2 separate regions of the Mus musculus genome follow, and region 2 is linked to region 1. The links are chromatin contacts, called in public Hi-C maps. All regions are on one chromosome and are shown on one strand. Each heading gives the region's core, a stretch centred on a gene start, on an enhancer-like site or on the middle of the called end of the contact. The rest is flanking DNA. Distances are from core to core; before and after follow the strand shown.

Region 1 (6,587 bases), core at 2,739-5,238:
TACTTCTTTCAGGACATGAAGGTCAGGGTCACATCTCACTAGGTTCTGTGTATTATCCCAGCTGTGACCCTGGATCCTGCCCAGGGTGTGCTCCCAGATGTGAGCCATGCTGGCTGCATCCTGCGCGCGTACTTTGGGTGGAAAGCAACACAGGAGCTTGGACCGAAGGTTCTTAAGCTCAATGACTTTGGTCAACTATGTGCTGCACTCTCCGAACTCAGGACCCAGCGACTATACCAGTAGCTACTGCAGTGCTGGCCTAGGCTTGGGACATTCAGGGTTAGATGGTGCCTTCCTTACAGTGCTGGGAAGGGTTGGGAGATGTGGCTTCCCACTGTCTCGCCAGTCACAGCCCAGCTATGTTTTTGCTAATGTTAATTTCTCAGGTGTCTGAATGGGGGATGTGTAAACCAGCACCCACTTGGCCATTTGACTCATCTGAGTATTGTCATCTGATAACTATAATTAAATATTTCACAAGCCGCTGCTTATCTTCTTAATTAAAATAATTGCGATAGCTGGAGATATGGTAGGGGCTCTACCACCAATAATGTAGAAAGTGCTGGTGCCCTGTCGTCCAGGGACAATCGCTAGCCAGCCCATGGTGAACTCTAGTGAACTCTAGTTCACTTCAGACCCTCAGTCCCAGCCAGCACCCCTCCTCTGTAGGGGGTCAGGGAGAACCTGGTGGCTCTCTCCTGTGCTATAGGGACTCCATCCTCTGGCAGCAGGTGTGTTCCCACTGGCTTTCATGTAGGTGGTGCTGGAAGGCTTGTCTGTCCACAGGATGGCTGTGACCCCATGATCCTGGTCCCTGCTCCCCAGTTTGTCTCAGCCTGTTATGAATGAATGGCTGAACACAGTCACTCAGCGCTTCACAATGTACAAAGCCCTGAATGAATAACAGTATTTTACAGTATACCAAATCCTGGGTGAATCATAATGTTTCACAGTTAAAGAGTCATGGAGGAACCACAGTGCTTCGCAGGCCTGGTCACCATGTGTCCTCCCACAGGGACTGGGTTGTGACTTAGGGAGAAGCTGGAGCAGTAAGCCTGGAGGCGGGGGCTTGCCCACCAGGAATGGTGAATCATAGCTTAGTGGGAACACAGCCCAGGCCTTGCCAGCTTCCTCCACCATCCAACACGAGAGCGTAGCACCTCGCCTGCAGGAAGCAGAAGGCTGGCTCTCCCGGGGTTATACAGAAGGCTGGATATCCCGGGATTACACCCCCATCCTCAAGCCTTATTTCTCTTGGGGTGGAATAGAGCGGTAGGGTGGGCTTTGAAGTCACTGGGCCTTGAGATGGGGAGAGACACTAGAGACAGAAAATGAAGGTCTAACCTGAATCACAGACTCAGGCCAAGCTGTCCCCTCAAGGCTGTGGTTTAGTTATCTCCCCAGCCTGGAGATTTGGGCAGAGGAACAGTGTCCTTACCATGCAGCTATGATGAGAAAACAGAACCAGATCTAGCCCTGCACACCCTGGTTAGGCCCTTGGGAGAATAGGTGGGGCTATGGGCTGTGATGGCTGAGCCAGGTTGTCCCGAGGGTACCTGGGATGGGTGGTGACCACTGATGGGCATGCCACACCCTTTCCTGTAGATGTTATCTTGGGCACTGACATGTGGTGAGAAGGAGACCTCAAGAGGAAAGACATGGGAGGCCATCTTTTCCCAGTAAGTTCAGGGGCGTACTCCACTGGAGATGTGGCTAGGTGCTTGGTCTCTGGGAGCCTCTACCTCCTGCAGGGAGCATTTACAGTTGGAATCATCTAGCTAAGGAGGGGACCCCGGGAGGCCCATTCTGGGGTGAGGGGAGCCCCAAGGAGAGGATGGGCTAAGCCCTGGCCTTGGGACCTGGAGCCTATGCATCTCTTCCTTATAGCTATGGGCTCATTCTTGGGGAAACGAGGTGGGTGATGGAAGGGGCTGCTTGTGTTGATTTGACCTTGTTCCACAGACTCAGGCAGGGCTGTTGGGCTGTCCTGTGGGGACCTTGGGTGATCGTCAGCTTCTTAAGACTAAGAGGGCATACCTGGGACATGTGCCAAAAATTAGCATCTCCACCCCATGAAGGGACAGACAGAAGGGGAAGCAGCTGGGGCTAACAGGCATGCTCCAGGAAGAGTTGTCCCAGAAAGACTGTGTACTGCACAGCAGACCCTTTTTGTGACATTAAGCCTCACTTAGCTTCCCAAGAAACACTGGGACACCATTGGTGCAGAGGGACAGGGCTGCTCAGGACAGGTCTTGGCACTCAGGGTAGTCATCTTGGTGGGTTTTTCCTCTGCCTTCCCCTGCTTGTTGGTCTTGGCTTCTGGAGGCTTCCAGAGAGTCCTGGCCCCTTCCTCTTTTATCCTCTCCAAAATAGCACCTGCCAGGTTGGAATCTTTTCCCACAAGCTCAAGAAGACTTCCCTTAGACTCTGCAAACACATATCTGCCCTTGTAGAAAGCAATGAGAAATCAAAAACACACAGGGATGGCTTAAAGGTTCTAGAAGCTTGTTATCCCAGCCTCCCTGCACACCAAAAATGAGTTCACCTAGATGAGTTGAACACCAGGAATACTAGGGGACTTCAGTCTCCATGGAGTAAGTGGGCATGTTCCTCACAAACCATAGTAAGAGGCAGGTTCTAGGAGGAGGAAGCCCCCTACTCTGGTCTGAGTGGGTGGTTGGGTGAGCCATACCTGTGTATTACCCAACCTAGTATTGAAGTCCAGCCTCTAAGCAGCCTTCAGGGACCCCCAACAATGCTGCTCCTCTTGGCACGTACTGTCTGGTTCTCTGCCTCAGGAAGAAATGTTCATAGCTCTTCTGACAGGGAGGAACTTCTCTTGGGCCACTGGATTGTAGGTTGTAGCAAATTCAGGTGAAGAAGGGGCTGCCCCTGGGTGGATGTGGGACTGTCTCTGCTGGAACGTGCTCCTCAGCTGGGCACAGGCCAGACTGGGCAAACGGAGGCCTGGCAGAGACAAGCAGAGAGAGAAGGAAGGTAGCCAGCTGTATGCAGCCTCAGTCCCTGCTGGCTCTGAGCAATCAGGACTGATCCCTAGTTGCTGGTGTTCCTCCAGTGCTGTACACAGGCTTCTGGGGGGATGGGGACACAGCAGGAAGGGCATCAGGGCAAGGAGAGGTGACATTACCATGTCAGCTATTCTGCATTCTCTACCTTTTGTTCAGGCAGGGCCATGGGACAAGCTTTGGACTCTGGACATGGGTCAAAGTGACATGTGTCTGAAACCTTAGAGTGGAACTAGCCCACCTTGGCATCTTATAGCTGCCTCTCTAGCCCAATGATTCTTCCTAATACTGTGACCCTTATTTAATATAGTTCCTCGTGTTGTGGTGACCCCCCAACCATGAAATTATTTCTGTTGCTTTTTCAAAACTGTAATTTTGCTACTATTATGAATCATAAAAAGTAAATATCGTAAATATTTTCCGATGGTCTTGGGTGACCCCTGTTGAAGGGTTGTTTGACCCGCCCCACCCCCACCCCCACCAAGGGGTCATGACTCACAGGTTGAGAACCACTGCTCTAACCCAACACGCTGATACTTGATCCTCCCGGTAGGTGCACTGAGACCTTTGTGTCTGCTCTGTCTGCAGACACAATCCTGAGGCAGGGGTCAGAGAAAGTCCCTGTGGAGTGATGCTAAAGCCTTATATGATGAGTCTCTCTGAGGGAAGGGCCCTCCAGGGGAAGAGAACAGGAGGGAAAGGACCTTGACCTCAAACCAAGAAGTCCATGTCTGGAGAGGGGGCAGAGAGAGCAGTAAGCTGATCAGGAGCCAGGCTCCTGAACACTAACCTCTCTGGCCCTGAGGGAGACATGGGTGACGACCCTAAGGTGTGCAGTCCAGGGGAGGTCTGAGCAGATCGACAGGACCTGATGCTTCTTGGTAGAAGGACTTCAGACCAGCATGGGCCAGCACTTTGAGCCCATTTAGGATGCCACGTCAACACCGGATCTGAATTGCCCTCGAGCCAAGTTGGCACGTTTGTAAATGGGCTGGAGAAGCCTGCGAGGCAGAGGTCAGGGTACCAGCTTCGACTGAACGAACCAGTCGAAGCTGGTACTGGGTAGCAAGAAAAGTAAGTGGTCAGGTCTGAGCATGGGGGCCTGATGACGTCATGCTTTCGGTGTTGACTTCTGAACACAGACCCTGGGGAGAGGACAAGCTTGCCTCCAGAGGGGTCACAGAGGTCTGGGTGTTTCTGTGTATACATGAGTTGATCCGTTCCTGGGAGCTGCTGTCTGCTGGCCTGGGGCCAAGAGGACATTCAATGAGGTGCAGATGGGGGCTGGGAGTGGGGAGACAGGACTGTTGACAGGATGCAGAATAGGTTAAAAAAAAAAAAGTGGATCTTGGAACAGGCCTGGGACACGTGCCTCTCATCACAGCTCTTTGGGAGGCTGAGGTAAGAATACTTGAGCCCAGGAATTTGGGACCAGCTTGGGAATTTGGGACCAGCTTGGGCAATATAGTAAGATTCAAAAAGAAAACAATGAAAAGAGTCTCTCTCTTCCCCATTGGCCTGAGTACGTATGTGCTTGCCTATGTGCCTGTGTGTGTATTGAGGTGGCTGGAATCATTGGGATATCTAGCCACAGCATCTATGTGGGGCTTGGTCCTTTATCTCACCAAGCTAAGTTCCACCTTCTCCTTAGGGTCTTGAGAATCTGCCTTCTCCACACCTAGCTTTGCTGGAGGAGCATGTCAGGTGAGCAGAGGGACCAGGACACCACGGCAGGCATGCAAGTAGCCATATGAGCTCTGCAGACACAGCATGCATGCGTATGACCACACGAGCTTCCCTCAGGGCAGCGGAGTGGGCCCTATCCATGTGTTTCGTGACCACCACAAGCTGCAGCTCTGCTGCCTGTCTCATACTTCCCCGTGATCCAGCTGCTGGGAAATGTCTTTCCCCTCCAACAGCTGCATGTCACCGCGTGTCCCAGGAGAACGCAGCCCCAGCGCTGAGCCCCATGAGGGCAGCAGATGTGTTTGTACCACCAGCAGAGTTTATTTTCTTGTGGAAACAGCTATTTAGAGGGACATTTGCCAGAGACAACTGGAATGGCGAAGAAAGGCTGCTTAGATTAGGGGCTCAGTGCTTCTCAGAGGTATTTAAATTGGGTCCTGGCTCAAGAGCAAACTTGGCGGTCATTTAGTCCAACTTCTCCATTTTATCGTTCCTCAAACCTTGGTTCAGAGAAGTTCTGGGTGCTCAGCGGTCTTATGGCATGCCCTAACACTGTGTTAGTGGATAAATAGCTTCCTCAGCACCAAGCCCTGTGTGGCGCAGGGGCCCAGTTGGGTCACAAAGCATGGTGCCTCCCCTCTTCCCCCACCCCTGCAAGGGTCAGATATAACATACAGGAAACTTAGAAGAAATCATATTTAAAAGAACACAGAGGCTAGAGAGATGGCTCATCAGTTAAGAATGTGCGCTGCTTTTACAGAGCTTCAATTCCCAGGATCCATGCTGGGCGACTCACAACTCCAGCTTCTGATATTCTGATGACCTCTTCTGGCCTCCATGGGTACTACATGTACACATGTATACACACACACACACACACACACACACACACACACACACACTGGCATTACAATTTTCATTTGATGACCCATGTGGTCTGGAGCACCCTTCTTCGTTCATATTTTAGACTCATAGAATTAGGCTTACCAGCGCAAGATCAAGTCAGTGAACTCAGATCGTCTCCCAGCCCCAGCTCTGACTGGGGGGACTAGTGGCAGTTGACAGGTGCTCAGGGATGAGGAGGTGAACCCTGTTTTTCCCATGCTCCAAGGGGTGACCCCATGCCCAGGAACATATAGGCAGAACTTAAGGAGTTACTTTTTTTAAGGCCATAGATAGGCATCCTGTTTCCAAAACTAGCAGAGCAGCACAAGGAATGAGTTGATTTAGGTTCAGAGCTGGTCATTACAAACGACCCCTGCTGAGAGGGAGTGCTGTGGTCTTCTTTGTGTTGTAAAATGCACATTTTCAATTCAAAGATGTGTGCTACTTTTGGAATCTGAGAAACACACAAAACCCTCTTTTAAAAGATACAGTTGTTTCAACAAGGGTTGGAAATGGATACAAAAGAATGAGGCTGGGTTCCTTCGCTGAACATGACTTAGGCAGATCCCAGGCTCAACAGGCAAACTAAGACTATTTAATAGTCTGAGAAGATATGGGAGCACTCCTTGGTGGCTTTGGGTTTACAAGTCAATAGAAATGTAAACTTCTTATATAAAGATAAAAAGGCACAAGCGAAGGAACATACAGATGAATAGGAATCTATCAAAGTTAAAAATTACCATTAAAAATGGGGCAAAGGGGGCTGGGGGTCAGGGGGAGCTGGCTCATTGGTAAAGGGCTTGTCCCACAACCATGAGGATCTGGGTGTCCTGGTCCAGTTTGGATCTGTAAAAAGCCAGGCATGGTGGTGTATGCCTGTAATCTCAGCACTGGGGAGGTGGAGATGGAATCCCTGAGACATGCTAGCCAGCCAGTCTTGTTGAATCAGTGAGTTCTGGGTTTAAAAAAAAAAAAAAAAAACAAAGTTCT
Region 2 (6,587 bases), core at 2,597-5,096, 320 kb before region 1:
CCTGGATACCTGGGAGTGAGGGCCCGAGGAGGAGACCCTGTGGGCAGAGCTGTGGCCCTCTCAGGCATATTCTCTGGGTCATGGGGGTGGGAAACATCTGAGTTACTAAGCAGATCTTTTCTACACGCTGAATGGACCCTCCCTGGGGAACCTGAGGCTAAGTGAGGCAGAAACCTCATCATGAGACAACTGAAGTGGTGGCCAAACTCAAGCAAGGGACACAGTCGTGCCAAGCCTATGCATTCCTGATGCTCTCTCCCTACCAAGATGAGCTCACTGGAAGAGGTGGCCTGTGGGCTGGCTCTGGAGGCAAATAATCTATGCTCAACCCCATATAGAATTGAGCTTGCATCTGCTGGTGGCTTCTGTGTGTTTGAGAGGTCTTGACTGGGTCAGAAAGCCCCGGCTGTAAACATCTAGTGCCCCCAGTGAGCTTCTGGATAAGCAAGGAGACATTGGCATAGTGCAAAGGAAGGAATCTCGTCTACTTTGGGATTTCTTCCTCAGCCCACAGGTCACAAACTCTTGCTTAAGCACCTGGGTTTGACCTTCCTGTAACTGTCCCCCCCCCCCATTCTAAAAATAAATTTGATAGGAACAGGCCTGGGGCTTGGCCTCTTGGGAGGGAAGGAAGGAAGGGAGAGAGGGAAGGAAGGAAAGGAGAGAGGGAAGGAGGGAGGCAGAGGCAGGCAAGAAAGGAAGGAAGCAAAGAAGGGAATTAACCAGTCCTTAGACTGATCCACGGGAGAGGGAGCCACTGTGGTGGCCGGTACAACCACCACTGTCATGGAGGGGAGAAACCTTATCCCATGTGATCCTGGGACCGCACAGCTGAGCTAGAGGCAGCCTGGCAGAGTCATTTGCTATCTAAAGGTTGACAACTGCCAAAACTTTCTGGGAATCAGCTCGCCGCTGAGGATGGGGAGCAGTGGTGGCTGCAGGCTGGGGTGAATCCACTGATTCATGCAAGGCTCTCAGCTCAGACCCAACACAGAGTCTCCCGTTATTGTCACGGACAGTGGCATTTGTGTCAAACTGCAGAGCTCGTGAAGATTCACGGTTTTTATCCTAACAGCCGAGGAACCACAGCTAGGGTCCACCACTGGGGATCACATATGGGGCCTCCATGAGAGGCGTGGAGTGTTAGTGTGGGCGTTTGTTGCTTACCCACATTTTTATTGGACATTCGATCTGACATTCCACCCACCCTGTGCTCCTTCCAATGGCCTCACATTTTGCCTCCCTGACTTACAGGGTTTACCTGAATGGGCGTAAGGGTAACAGGTCCTTCTGGAGTATCCGTAGGTAGTAGACAAGCTGCTGGATCCTTGCTCTCTTACTTGCCAGGTTTTGGAACTCATTTTCCTAGTGCTTTGAGGGTTCTCTAGCTTCCTGGAGAGGGCCAGGTGAAGGGTCTCATGGAAAGCTATTTCCCCGTCTACATCCCCTGATACATTGTGAGCCGATAGCATTCACTCTTTCAGGAATCCCTGAGTCCTGTGAGCTGCATCTGGCTTGACATTAGGAATTGTGGGTCCAGAGACCCAAAGCCTATTGGATACTCATTTACCCTGCCCCCACTGAAGCTGCTGACTGAGCAGGCTCTGTCCTTGCCTTGAGGTCCAGGGGCTGGGTAGCAAAGAGCTTGGCACGTCAGGATCCAGCTCCTGAACCTCCTTGTTAAGGGGTAGGCCCAGTGGAGAGATAGCACCAGGGTGGAGGAGTTCAACCATACTGGGAGTAAAAAGGGGTCCTACGAATACAAGAGGAGAGCCAGGGGGCAAGGGCTTGATTGCTCTCATGGTCAGATTAAGCAACTGACCAGAATTTCCCTAAAGGTAGGTCTGGCCAGATACTTCCTTCTCCAAGGGTAGTGACTATCAAGACTGGGCCTGCAGATGTGGATCACGTCGTGGAGTAAAGGCTATCTTCCAGGGGCATGAGACATTATCAGCTCTGGCTGCCTCTGCTGGGCTGGGGATCCAGCACTTTCCAGATGGATCTTGAGTAGACTCCCACTCTGTTTTTCTGGGTTCCCGTACATTCCCATTGTCTGTGACTCAGGATGCAGCTGTCTGCAACCCCTTGTAGCCTGTTTGCCATCCCAACTTCTCAGCCCACATCCTTGGCAGGCTTCATGCTCAACAGCACTTCCTTCTCTAGGATGCTCTCCTCTCCTGCTTATCTTGGATCTTCCCTTTAGGGAGTATGTCTCCAGGTTAGACTTCAGGCTTCAGCTTCATGGTTCCCCAAAGGATAGAGCCCTCAAAGTAGCCATGGTGACCTTGAAGAGTGAAGAAAGTAGGCCAGGATGATCAGGACCCAGCCCACAGGGAGGGTTGGGAGTACAGCTTGCTAAGATTCCTGGTCCAGCCTCCACAGGGTGTTTTGGTGGCAGCAGCTCAGTTATTGTGCTAGGGGAAGGTCCAGCTGCATGTGGCCACCATCTGGCTTGAGCCATCAGAGCTGGAACTATGGGTTCTCTAGAGCCACAGAACTTATGGGTAGTCTCTATATAGTAAAGGAATTTGTTGATGACTTACAATCTGCAGTCTAACTCCCAACAGTGGTCAGCAGCAGCTGTGAATGGAAGTCCAAGGATCTAGCAGTTGCTCAGTCCCACAAGGCAAGCAGGCAGAAGGAGAGAAAGAGTGTAAATCTTCCTTCTTCCAATGTCCTTATTCCAGGCAGTGGTGGTGCATGCCTTTAATCCCAGCACTTGGGAGGCAGAGGCAGACGGATTTCTGACTTCAAGGCCAGCCTGGTCTACAGAGTGAGTTTCAGGACAACCAAGGCTATGCAGAGAAACCCTGTCTTGACAAACAAAAAACAAACAAACAAATAAGGAAAAGAAAGATTCTTCCAATGTCCTTATGTAGGTCTCCAGCAGAAGGTGTAGCCCAGATTAAAGGTGTGTGCTACCACGCCTTTAATTCCAGATGACCTTGAATTCAGTGGTCTCCCTGTCTTAATCTTCTGGAATTCATAGCCACTATGCCTCAAGATCTCCATGCCAAGATCCAGGTCAGAAACTTGTATCACCCAGCCTCCAGATTAAGATCACTGGTAAGCCTCCAATCCTGGATTGTAGTTCATTCCAGATATAGTCAAGTTGACAACCAGGAATAGCCACTACAGGTGGGATCTGTGCTTGACTGTGTATTGTGTCATAACCAGACCTTTAGCACGGAATCTCTAAGGTCAGACTCAAGGTCATTCTCCTGCTCTCAGTTTGCCAACAGTCAAGCCTCGGGAGGGAAGGAGCTGCCCTATTGTAATCTGGGGACTAATGACACACTGGGAGTCAGTGTGTGAGATAGCTTCCTTGGAGGACCTCAGTCTCCCTCTCTAGAAACAAACTTACCAGGGCACACCTGGGTTTCTGGCCACAGTCTTAGGTCTTGAGTTTTATATTTAGAGCCTCAGAAAATCCACTTACAATGAGACCTACTTTGTTTGCCCTCTGTGGCTGGCATACCTTTAAGATTTAAGGGTCAGAGATATTGGGGCAATTTAAATATACTTTGATAATCAGCAGCAGCAGGCAGAGAGCTTTGCCAAAGAGTGAAAACATTTATTTACAAATGTGTATGGGAACTCACGTGTCAGAGTAACCCACAGGCGTATTTAGAGAGTGTGAGGCAAGAGGAAGTTTTTTAAAGTTTTTTTTTTTTTTTAAATCACACCAGGTATTTTGAAACAGTAATCTTTAGCCACAATGATCAATACCAAGAGACGTCAGTAGTAGGTCGAATAGATACGCTGGGCAGCTATACTCGTAGCAGTACATGTGCAAGCTCATGGTCTTTTGACTGTCTCGTGACCGTTACAAATTGTGTAACGAGAAGCAATTGTGGTGAGAAACCTCTCTCCCTGGCTTTATCCCTTGTCTGTCATAGGTGACTAGGGGACAGTGTACTCTTCCTTTCACAATATCACAGACAGTAGGACCTGGCGCTCTGTGGAGCTTGGTGTTCTCAGCGCCCTCTGGAGGCCGGGCAAGAAGTGTATCTACCTTTGGAAGTATCAGCAGCTAGACCTGAAGCTGGGCTCCCATTGCTGATCCAGTTCTGGACAGACTGGGAAAACTGTGTGTTCCTAATTTACAAGCATGTGGTGGCATGGGATCACTTGCCTAGGTCCCTGCAGTGTGGTTGTGATGATAGTGGAGGCAGATGGAGGAAGTGCTCCACACACCCACTGTCCTCTCTGTGGGCAACACTTACACAGTGAATCTGCAGTGTTCCTCTCATGGGTCGTCCTCTGCCTGAGCACTATAATTGCTGTACCACAGGAGTTTGGCTGTCCTGTCTGTAGGCCTGCAAGGGCAGTTGTGTCCCCTGGGGAAAGATGAGAACCACCCAGTAAGTCTCCTGATGTCCCTCCAGGTCAAGTGAGCCAGTTGGAAGCAGGATCTTGCCTGAAGGCCCAGACTGTTACATCCTTGGGCTCTGGTTATAGAAGGAGCCTTGTTGGCCACTCTTCTGAGGATCCTATGGGACCTGCCCCACCTTCTGCATGGTGCAGACTAGCCATTTCACATCCCTTCCATGGGGGGGGTGGGGCAAGGGATGCCATGTCTGTGGGGACACCAAGGGAGTGCACACAGTAGACAGGGATTCAGTTAACACCAGAAGGGCAGTAGCGAGAGCAGTTTGTGATGGAGGGACTTTCCCTGTGCTAGGCCTGCTTACTAAGCTGTATTTGGGGATAATGGGCAGTGGAACCATAGCCAAAGCCAAAGTCAACTGAAATTCTCTGCTCACAGGGGGACACCACTTAGAATTTCTAATGCAGCAGTCTGGGGTGAAGCTCAAGAATCCACATATTAACAAGTTCCTGAGTGGTGTAGGGTTTTAAACTCTTTGGAGCCACTACCTTGTGACTAGATGCTATGGTCCCCTACAGGTTGGGAGACTTGCATCTGGAGAAGGCCTCTTGTTGAACAAAGACCTCCTGCCACAAGAAGCAGGAGATGCATGTGTGTGCACTGTCTTCTTCTGAAGCCATGAGTTCAGTCATGGAGAACCCCTGCCAACCTTACTTAATTCTTCTGGTAGCCACATCTCTAGATACTGTCTTTCCATCCTGTGGATGCCTCACAATGGGGCTTAAAGTTTGACCCAGGGATGCTGGGGCCCCCATCTCCAAATTGGTTAAATGTCAGCCTATGAGGAGTGGAAGGCTGTGTGGAAGAGGTGCAGGCTTCCCCAAGTACTCGATGCCCAGTGATCCAAAGTGGATCCTGTACTCCACATGGTGTGAGCTTCCACTGTGGCCTCTAAGGGCCTTTCTTTCCATTGTCTGTGACCTGGGCTCTCCTACGTAGTCCACCTTAGCTTCTCTAATTCTGCTCTTCTGCCTTATGGTTGATGGTAATTCATCATGGGTCCCACATAACAACCTGCACGTTTGGTGGGTCCCACAAAGGTAGCAGTTCCTCTGTTACCTCCCCAGCCCCCTGCACTACCTCCAGCTCACACACTCTTGGGCAGGGTAAATTCTCTCAACAGAGGCTTAAAGAACACAGGGATGCTCCAGACCCTCCATTCATTGATTCACTGGGACATCACAGTCTGTGTCCCATGACCATATAAGTCATGGCTGGTGGAGAGTAATGCTAGCCACAAGGCCCATGTGTGTGGCACCCCCCACCTCCAGAGGACAGCAGTTGATCTCTAAGGCCAGTGACCAACCATCATGTGGAAGTGATTTGCAAGGAGCTTCGTTGTGTTGATCCTGGAGCCTGTTTTGGTTGGCCACCTGGCCGCTGGAAGATGGCACAATTTTGGAAAGGGTTTAGTCCTGCCACAGAGAGTGGTCCAAATTTAGTCATACCTACCTTGAGAAGGTACCCCTTGCTCAAGCCTTCAAAGATATTCCAGCATGCTGGGGTCTGCAGAGTCCTCCATACACTCAAAGGCCAATTTTGTCTTCTCTCATTGGGGCCTGGACTAAGGCCACTTTAAGCTGGCAGGAACCACTGAATTTCCAGTAGTACCCAAGATGAGCTCTGAGACCACATTGGTTTGGCCAGACTCATTTCTTGGGTGTTCCACTCAGGGAAGAAAGGCAAGGATAGGTCTAGGGGCTCAGTCCCTGAGGCGGAGACTAAACTGGGAAGGTCATACTCTTTCCAGGAGCACAGAGGGGGTTCTGTCTACACAAACATGCATGCACGTACCATTCAGGAATTTCAGGCCACTTCAGAGATTTTGAAGGCAAAGGATGATAGATATAGATGCAAAGTCCAAGCAAGATGTGACAGGGCTGGTCCTACTCTGACATCATTGCAATGGTGACACTGGCTCCAAGATATCCCATGCCAACCCCATATGCTCCTCAGTCACATGTTAGCTCCTTGGTTCTGAAGGACACCTTGTTGACGTGGGGACAGTTACTGCCCTGTGTACCACAAGGGAACAGTGCAGAGAAATTCTGACCCTTGTGGTCATGGCTGGAGGCAGCTTCATGAGGATATGGGGTATCTGTGGGGCCGGGCTGGGGCTCCAGGGGGCCCCTCAGCAGCTGTGCTGGCCATGGAAGGACTGTTCTGACGTCTCGCTCTCTTCTGTGTGTGTGCGTGT

The links. Hi-C and Micro-C count contacts between places; a contact is called where the count stands out from the background.
Region 2: a Hi-C map of liver shows a contact between it and region 1, with 1.7 times the contacts expected there. The contact joins two enhancer-like sites. A contact is called at or near these places in 2 of 484 Hi-C or Micro-C datasets (embryonic stem cells and liver).

What each region holds. Positions count from the first base shown.
Region 1 is chr1:92,707,047-92,713,633 of GRCm38.p6, reverse strand. No RefSeq gene overlaps it. Among named protein-coding and RNA genes, the nearest start is that of Gm29483, 20 kb to the left of the region's middle. Within about 2 kb of position 3,988, at least 15 of the 459 cell types and tissues checked have an H3K27ac peak or open chromatin away from gene starts, as enhancers often do. A contact at or near this core is called in liver, where this site is marked.
Region 2 is chr1:93,026,875-93,033,461 of GRCm38.p6, reverse strand. All of the region lies in intron 37 of Kif1a (kinesin family member 1A), which reads left to right. Among named protein-coding and RNA genes, the nearest start is that of Aqp12, 24 kb to the right of the region's middle. Within about 2 kb of position 3,846, at least 11 of the 459 cell types and tissues checked have an H3K27ac peak or open chromatin away from gene starts, as enhancers often do. A contact at or near this core is called in liver, where this site is marked.